Regions from separate parts of the Danio rerio genome. Here region 2 is linked to region 1. A link is a contact called in public HiCAR-type data. All regions are on one chromosome and are shown on one strand. The core of a region is the stretch at or near the end of the contact, and the rest is flanking DNA. Distances in the headings are between cores, read along the strand shown.

The links. HiCAR-type assays count read pairs that join an accessible place to other places.
Region 2: a HiCAR-type map of caudal fin shows a contact between it and region 1, with 5 times the contacts expected there. The contact joins the promoter of zgc:92360 here to the promoter of cacna1ib in region 1. A contact is called at or near these places in 3 of 18 Hi-C or Micro-C datasets (caudal fin, hematopoietic stem cells and an unstated tissue) and 1 of 4 datasets of contacts at active chromatin or transcription factors (caudal fin).

Annotation. Positions count from the first base shown.
Region 1 is chr6:594,240-599,236 of GRCz12tu, forward strand. cacna1ib (calcium voltage-gated channel subunit alpha1 Ib) reads left to right here and starts at 2,450. Exons shown (of 37, transcript XM_068221863.2): 1 at 2,450-2,604. The coding sequence starts at 2,517.
Region 2 is chr6:737,086-742,205 of GRCz12tu, forward strand. zgc:92360 reads left to right here and starts at 3,491. Exons shown (of 11, transcript NM_001002715.1): 1 at 3,491-3,633. The coding sequence starts at 3,546.

The DNA.
Region 1 (4,997 bases), core at 1,200-3,699:
CACACACACACACACACACACACACACACAATAACACAAATAAAATCCCACACACACACACACTCTCACATACAATAACAAACACATTACCACACATACACACACTCACTTACAATAACAAACACAATACCACACACACAGATACACAATAACATACGCACAAACAAACACACAGTAATGCGCACACACACACATACCTCCACACACGTATTAACCTGCACACAATAACACAAAGATACACACACACACACAATAACACAAATAAAATCACACACACACACACACACGCACAGATCTAAAAGTAGACTGCTGTATTAATATGTCATTTATTTGAAGTGTATGAGTCTAATACCTCTTACAGTCAAACCTGACTGCGCTTTTACAAACAACCCAACATTAATTCCAGCACGATTGACAGAGTTTACAGGCGAGGACGTCTTCAGATGCTCCAGGAGCTTCTGTTAGATTTCAATTGCATTACTGACACTCATTTACACCAAAAAGAGGAACACACGAGTGTATTTTGCAGCTGCATTTCTTATGTTCAATGTGTTAAAGTTGCTTAACGTCAGGGTGTGTGTGTGTGTGTGTGTGTGTGTGTGTGTGTGTGTTTTCTGTTAAACATATCATTACATCTTCAGTTTAAACTGTGGTCTCTCACACACACACACACACACACACACACATTTCCTGTGCGTGTGAACACTTTATTTAGATAAGCTTGTGGAGTACATTTGCACTTCTGGTATTGGCTTCACTTATTTCGCACCACTTTCATGTTAATTCATTTTGGGTGAACTGCTCCTTTAAGAGCTGGGGGGTGAAAAGTTTTGCATTCGAGCCGCAAGATAAATTGTCTTTTATGTGTAATCTGGGAAACATGAAATTATATACTACATTGTCTTCTGTTGCTTTTGAAGGTCAAGGAAAATAGAATATTTCAACAAAATAAAGACGTTTTCATCCCCGTCTCTTAATGCCTGCTGTTTGCTTCCGCAGCATCAGTGAGTGTCTGAACCTTTATTAATGACTGTGTTTGAGTCCCTCAGTTGTGCTCTGTGTGAAAACATGGATCTATGATACTGGAGAGATTCAAAATCTGCAGAAGATGCTGGAAAACTGCAGAATCAACTTAACACAAGGGTTTTTGTGAAGAACGGCAACATTTTAACTGTTCAACATGTAAAAGTAAAATCACAAAGTAAAATAATGGTCATAAATCATCAAGAAACCACATAGAATATTTAGACCAAGGGTTCATAAACTTTTTCACGGTGTTATTTTAATTTATTTAACTATGTTAACTTGTAAACTATATTTAAGCATAGTTTATGTAAAATATGTTAGTCTGCAGCCTTATCTAAAATATAAAGTGTGTTTAGGATGATCTCTTGTTCTTAAAACAACCCACATTAAGCTACCATAACATTTCTGCAAGACTTTTGGATGCTGCTGTACTAAAGCTGTAGATAAAAATAAAAAGGTTTCATTGCACGATTGAATTACACAATGTTTAAATTCTGATAGCTCATGATAACTCATGCAGACTCACGCTAACACTATTGCAACATTCATGCATTTATACAATTTCCTTCAGGCTTATTTCCTTTATCCATCAGGGGTCGCCACAGCGGAATGAACTGACAACTATTCCAGCATATGTTTTACTTAGCGAATGCCCTTCCAGCTGCAACCCAGTACTGGGAAACACCCATACACACTCATTCTCTCACACACTCATACACTAGGGCCAGTGTAGTTGATCAGTTGCCCTATAGCGCATGTGTTTGGATTGTGAGCGAAACCGGAGCACCCGGAGGAAACCCACGCCAACACGGGGAGAACATGCAAACTCCACACAGAAACACCAACTGACCCAGCCGAGACTCAAACCAGAGACCTTCTTGTGCTAAGCACTGGGCCACCGTGTTTTATTGCAGCATTGTTATTTAATTTTAATAAATATTTGTATGAAGAAACGTTACCCTTCATTCAGCTTTTGAACTTCTATTTCACCTTAATAAGGCGGATAATCAGAATATTTGGTAATATTTCAATATTGGTTGTGCTTAAAATAGTTACGCAATGATGTGAACAATAGCATTTCGAAATCTTGACTTATGCATATCAGTCTGTGTACTAATACTATCTAAACATGAGCAAAATAAAGTATATTAAAACAAATATTAATTTAAAACACAACAGCTATAAAATACTCGCTCTAGACAGAAACAAAGAGGCGTCAATACTTTTTAAAAATCAAATAACTGTTGAGTCAACTCCATTTCTATACCTTTCTTATGCTATTTAAAACATTTAATATTTCCGTTATTGTAAAAGGTAATCTCTGTACGGTTTAAACTATATTTTTGTCTGTTTTGTTTAGATTACTTCAATGCTATTAAATAAACAACAAACTAATGAAGTCACGTGACCGATCACGAGATTTGAGAGCTCAGGCGGGATATTTGAATTTGAAATCAGCTGGAGCTCAAACGGCCGATTGAAACTAACGGATGTCGATTAAATCTCGATTAATTGGATTAAAACTCATCAAAATCGGACAGAAAGAAGATGCGATTGATCAGAGGACAGCAGACTCCGGTAAGACGCTTTACACTCTCAGGCCTCGAATCAGTAAACAAAACAAGCTGAAAACACACACAGACAAAGCAAACACAAAGTCTGAGGTACTATAATGAACGCTGAATTATTCCCATCCAATATTTCTGCTATTCCTGCTTCTGTGTTTGCTGTTAGTTAAATGTTTTATTTATCACTTGTGACAGAAATCATAATAAAGATCCTGAGCGACCAATGAAATTATAATAGGCGGAGCTTTACTGCTAACAGTATGCTAATCAGACGTGTCAGCAATGTGAAATTAATGTTTGACAGCTCTATTCTTAAAGAAATGCCAATTACCAATAGCACTATTCTGTGATGTTTACTATGACAACTACATCAAACTTTGCAAGTTTTGAATTATGAATTATTTACTTGATTGCCTTTACTTAAAAGAAGCATTTAGGTACTCATTTGCCTACACACGTTCATTCTTATTCATGTGCCCGTTTAAAAGTAAAGTATTATACACAAACTGAATGCGATATCTCACCGTGTGTTGAAATAGTGGAGTTTGTGTTTAATATGCTGCTGCACAACATCTGCGTCAAATTCCGCTTGTTTTGAGTTTGAATACTTGATTGGCTGTTGAATATTCAAAAAGTCATTAACCACTCATTTGCATATAGACTAATATACACGCATGCGCTCTTATTCATGTGCCCGTTTAAAATGAAAATATTCCACACAAAGTGAAGACAATATTTCATTTGATTGTTTATTTCAGTTTATTGATTAATATGTGTAACTTTAGTCAGAGAAAGAATTTAGAATTAGCGAAGATGCTTATTTGGCATATTTGTTTAATAATATAACAATCTTGTGAACTTAAAAAGTTGGAAGCCTTGCAATTTTATTTCTTTGTATATTTAATTGCAATAACAACACAACAATTACATTTGAACGGATAGAAATAAAGTACAAACCACTCAGAGATTACTTTTGTTGTTTGTTGACAATGATGGAAATATGAATTACATTTAAAATAATCTAACAAGGGTATATAAAGAAGGAAAGGAGAGGAAAACGAATAGAAAATTACCCAGAATATTAAACAAAGCACACAATTAAAGATTTAACTGCTTTCTTAATACTAAACCTTGAAATTGTATTTAGGTAAAGGTCCAATTCTTGTTTAAATAATCATATAAAGGGGTTTAGCATTACGATTAGTTGATTTCCGTATTTAGCTGCCCCTTTAGATACCTGTCTGTGTGTGTGCGTGTGTGTCGCTAGAGGGCAGCAGATGAACATCAGACAAACTCGTACAAAAATCTTCAATATTTGTAGAATAATGGACTTCTAGGAGTTATATACTTTTAGGAGTTCACTTTAGCTGTGTGTTTACCTGAAAATATCAGCACAACTTGATATGATCATCAGCCAATTAGAATCAAGCATTCAGCAGCCCTTTTAGTACACTGTAATGGCTTAACCAAGCTAAAACTGCAGTATAATGGGTTAAATTAAGTGAAATAATGTAATTTCAAAGCAAACACAATATAATTTTGTTTACCCCATTGGCTGATATTTTAGCTATATCTACAGGTATATTAGTTATATCCAACTCTCCTAATGTGATGCAATATTTTTGAAAACCAAACACTTTTATTTATTTGGAAATGCTTCTTTGAAGAATTTTGAGGTATTTAGACGAGAAGACAAAAACTCACTCACGGAGTGTGGGGTGACATGGCAGCTCAGTGGTTGGGACTGTTGTTTTACAGCAAGAAGGTCACTGGTTTGAGTCTCAGCTGGGTCAGTTGGCATTCCTGTGTAGAGTTTGCATGTTATCCTCGTGTTAGTGTGGGTTTCCTCCGGGTGCTCCGGTTTCCCCCACAGTCCAAACACATGTGCTATAGGAGAACTGATCAACTACACTGGCACTAGTGTATGAGGGTGTAAGAGAATGAGTGTTTATGGGTGTTTTCCAGTACTGGGTTGCAGCTGGAAGGGTATCTGCTGTGTAAAACATATGCTGGAATAGTTGATGGTTCATTCTGCTGTGGCGACCCCTAATGCTATTGCTCTCTAATGGGCATTTTATATTGTGAAGAATTATTGATTTCTCAGCAGACTTTTCTCATTTCCTCTGTCAGTTCATTTATTTTCATCCTGAGAAGATGATGTGTGTCTGTCTTTCTATTTCAGCTGATTTTGATGTAAGAAAGTGTTTATTGACAATCAGAAGCAGTGTGAAGGATAACTGGGTGTGAAGAATGGCTACACTGCAACAGTTTTTGTCTTGTTTCTAGTCCGAATATCTAAAAACTCTTAAATCAAGAAGCATTTTTAGACACACACAAAATATAGTCTTGTTACAATAATCTGACAATGGGGGAAGCAAAATCTTATCCTAAAACTAAAAACCA
Region 2 (5,120 bases), core at 2,241-4,740, 140 kb after region 1:
CGACTCTGATTCAGTAGTTGATTTGATTCATTGAGTCGACTCTTCTTTCTAAGTCAGTGATGGTGTCTGACGATGCTCGGATCTCTTATCCATCTCCATTTGCTCAGGTTTGATGGTCATACTCATGGCAGCATCATCTGTGGTCGTCATGGAGACGGTGTTACAGTGGCTGCACATCTGATCTCCTGCTCTGTGGTCCGTCCTGAAAGCCGGATCTCTAAAACTGCAGAGCTGAATCAACGATGCTCTGGAATGAGAAGTGATGTGTTGAGGATGAACAAATGTGTGTGCGTTCAGCTGTTAAACACAGCCATTCGTCTCCCTTAGCCAGCAGTCATGGATCTTTAGAGACAGCGCTAAACACATCGCTTCTGCAGAACATGCTTCTGCATTCATACATCATCTGGCTGAAGATCAATCTGCAAGATCAATGTTGAGCATCTTGTGTATTTCACGTTGATCTCTAGACATGACTTCTGCTGATGGGATTGTTGTGTTTGTGTGGTGTTGGAGTGGTGCTCTGGCTCCACCATGTGGACACACACACATACTGACAGTCAAAACACACACATTCTCCAGTCACATGACGATGATTGACGTGTGTCAATCCTCATTAAATATTTCCTCCTGGCATGTTTATCTCTGAAATATTTTTAACACTCAAAGCTGTAAAAATATCACTACAGTGTCCAGAAGATCCAGATTGCATATGAATGTGGGCCACTTTAGGCAGTTATGCAGCACTGGTGGTCTTCCTTCAGCCCAGACAAAATTAATGTGAGCCTGAAGTGGCCCACCTGTAAAATGCCAAAGGGAGGCCTAAGATTAAATTCATATATGGACCATTTAAGGCAGAGATTTGGCATTTATGGCAGAATATAATCTGAATGGGAGCCTAATGTGGCCCATGGTAATAATGCCATGGATAATGGTAAATTTGGCCTAAATGATGGAGGACACATGTGGGCCACAGTTGTTAAAGTGGCCTAGTCATTTAAGGGTAATCTGGGTCTAAACCTGAAGTGGCTCACACATGTCAGTGCAAATGTGGCCCAGTTATCTTAAAACATATGTTGAACATTTTTGGCAAATATTTGGCACAGTTAGCTCTGGCTAATGTGGCTATGAGGATAATGTGGCCCAGAGAAAATATGGCAAATGTGGCCCAGTTATCTCAAAACATATGTGGGCCACTTCTGGCAAAATATTTGGCACCGTTAGCTCTGGCTAATGTGGCTGCGAGTCTAATGTGGCCCAGAGAAAATATGGCCCAGTTATCTTAAAACGTATGTGGGCCACTTTTGGCAAATATTCGGCACAGTAAACTCTGGCTAATGCAGCCGTTAGCCTATAGTGGCCCGGAGAAGATATGGCAAATGTGGCCCAGTTATCCTAAAACAAATGTGGGCCACTTTTGGCCAGTGCCATCATTCCATGCGGTATGTGGGCCGGATTTGAGCCACATGGATTTTGCTAGCTGCTCTTTTATGTCTTCTGTTTATTTTCTACTGTGAAACTTTGCATTTATTCAAGCGTTCACCCTCAGCTGATGATCCCGGGAGAGAGCTCAGAGGATCCTCGAGCCCGGGGCTCCCTCCTGTTTGCAGGGCGAGAGGGGAGTTTGAGCTCAGGTAGATGTGGAGAACTCCCCTGCTGTAGTAGCTGATGAACAGATAGTGATCGCTCTTAAGAGAGAACTACTGACTAGGAGCATATGGTGCTGATGTGGATTAGTCAATGAACTTAAGCTGCATGTTTTTGGACGGTGGGAGGAACCCGGGGGAAACCAACATGAGCATAGGGAGAATGTGTTAACTCCACATTGAAACATCGGCTGGCTTAGTAAGGACTAGAACCAGTGACGTTCTTGCTGTGAGGCAACAGTGCCACCCATTTTATTAAAGTCGGAGGAGTAGGGGCGGAGAGGGGGATTCTTTAAAACCAAGCTGGCTGTGATATGGAGCTCAGGGTGTTTATAGTGGCTTAGGAATCGTCTGATTGGTTAATCATAAATTGAATAATGTGGGACCAGCTGTGATCAATCATAAGCACGAGATCCTCTCGACATTAGTTTATAAATAAACTTCACTTTTCAGCTATTAGAAACATTTACAAGCAAGGTTTTTCTTTCTAATATGAATAATCCAGACTCTGTGACATGTTTATTATGTAATCTATAGGATGCATATGCTAAATGTAATATTAAATCAAAATATAACAGTATTCATTCATATTCCTTCAGCTTAGACCTTTTATACATCAGAAATCGCCACAGCGGGATGAACTGCCAACTATTCCAGCATAGGTTTTACACAATGGATGCCTATCCAGCCGCAACCCAGGACTGGGAAACACCCATAAACACTTATTCACACACACTCATACACTACGGCCAGTTTAGTTGATCAGTTCCCCTATAGCGCATGTGTTTGGACTGTGGGGGAAACCGGAGCACCCGGAGGAAACCCACACCAACACGGGGAGAACATGCAAACTCCACACAGAAATGCCAACCCAACCCTCTCAGGAAACAATCTGCATTTTACATTTTCAAAATATTTCATTGTGTCTGATTTATAAGCATGTTTACCCAGGGGTGTAGTGGACATTTTAAAAGTGGGGGGGGGGGGGGGGGGGGGTTAATAATTCACATAGCCTACCCCAAACCCAACCCTCAGGGAACTGTACAGAAACCTCACTCTGTATGATTTATAAGCTTTTTGAGGAATGGGGACATCATGAGTCGCACCTTTTTCATTTACTACTCATGTATGCTGTGACAGTTTTGCACATTATTAATTCTCCGCTGGATTTCACACAACAGTTTTTCACATTTACATTCATCGTTACATAAATCTTTATTATTATTGATTTGGTAGTTTATACTTCTGTTTACTTTTCGCATGCATATTTTGTTAAATAAGTATTTTAATTTACATTAAACCTTATTGGCGTCATTTGAATCTCCTAATACCTGTGTCATCCTACGCCATTATGCACATTTGTGTCCTGATAAGTCACAAAAACTCGTACAGACACACATGTCGGTATGGGTGTACTTGTCTTGTTATATCCCAATGAGAAGAGGATGCACACAGACAAGTGGGGACACAATTGAGCGCCCCAATGGTTATAACTCACACACAATGAAGTATCTTGAACATGTATAATGCAGATTGTTTCCTGATGGGTTGGGTTTAGGGGTGGGTCATATAATTAGAGGTTTTACTTTCTAAAAAAAAACTCATTCTGTGTGATTTAAAAATGGGGACATGATCCTAAGTCATTACTATCTCCTAATACATGTGTCATTCTGTGTCATTATGCTCATTTGTGTCCTGATATATCACAAAAACCTGTACACACACACACACACACGCACACACACACAGATGCGGAACAACAAGTCTGAACAAACTCCTGTGCTTTACTTCCGAATGTTTGAAACACCTCCGGCCTCCAGCGCCTCCTCCCGCCGCTCCTGCCTCCAGAACGGAGACTCAGACCGGAGACCGACACCGGAGACCTGCCGCTGCACCGCACCGATGACCGACAACGAGCGCGCGGCCAGAAACCTCAAACACGTCCTGCAGAAACCGGGGAACGGCAGCTGCGCGGACTGCGGAGCCGACAGTGAGTTTCAATTCACAGACACACTCACTACAACTAGCCGGACTTCAGACATGACCGAACCTGCGCGCGGATAAACACACACACACACACACACGGGCAGTATTCACCTGAAGCACAGCACCACACCACAGCACGAGCTTTAAACAGTGTTTAATAGTCTGTTTCTATTGTGTTTTATATAGCCTTTTGCTAAATATGCTATATATTGCTTTAGGCGTTGACAGAGTTGAAGTAGGATTGGAAACTCTCCGGTTTGAAATCAGAATAGAGGCTGGCGCATACGCTGTGTGTGTGTGTGTGTGTGTGTGTGTGTACAGGTATAGGTTTAAAGGCACACAATGGTGTATAATGAATTAGTTGTACTCTATTAATTTGGTCTGCAGACACACACATCATGTCTGCGCATTAAATATGATTAAAAGTTAAAATAAAAAATCTAAATTTCTAAAAAAAAAAAAAAAATACAATTGTCCAGAGGTTTGCGTGAGGTTTGGGTTTATGTGGTTTTCACTGTACAAAATATTTATGGCCTATGGGCAGAGTGCCTGTAAACCTGTGTGTGTGTGTGTTTTATGAAATCACACTGTAAACCATTGTGTTGTCTCAGTTTACATCAGTTAAACTGACTAAAATATTATGTTAAACTTTGTATAACCTTAAATATTAACGTGAAACCTGATTAACGGATTAAAATAAGAGAAAGCAACAAAAATATTTGCTAACTTAACTATATTCATACATTTTGTGTATTCACACATGATGTGTATATTGTCATGAGTATGACACTGTCTGGAGAAGCTGAATTATAGGGATATTATTGATGTGCCAATTTCTCAAAAGGCTTATAAATAATAGATAATGAGTTTTATTTCTTTTCAGAAACTAAAACTGCACCGTTTCCTGTAAGGGCTTGGGTTAAAATTGGTGCAGAGTAATAGAAAATACAGTGTGTGCACTATAAAAGCAATGGAAGCCTATAGAATGTCCCCACAATTGAAAAAAAAACAAACCTGCATGTGTGTGTGAGTGTTCATACCTGTGTAATGAGAGCAGCTGTAGGGTCTGTACAAGGATTCCTGGTTTGTTTTGCGGTTGTGTTTGCATTAATGTTGGAGCAGATTTAAGTAGTGTACAGCAGATGTACTGTGTTTTACTGTGGTACTGCTGTCGGCCGTGCTGTGAGCTTGTGTTTGTCTGCTGGACGGAGATCAGATCTCCACTGTAGGTGTGGTTGAGATTTCTTCATGTTTCTTGGCAGAGATGGAGAGAGTGATATGGGGATGTGGAGACGCAGATGAAGAAACAGGAAGTGTGTGTTTCTGTAAAACGCTTCATGTCTGACACACACACACACACTTCTGTCCTCAGGTCTGAAATACTGGATAAATCACACTTGTCAGCTTCACTATTGAAGAGTGCTTTGGCTGTGATGTTATAGAGCAGGAGTGTCCAAACTCAGTCCTGCAGGGCCGGTGTCCCGGAGAGTT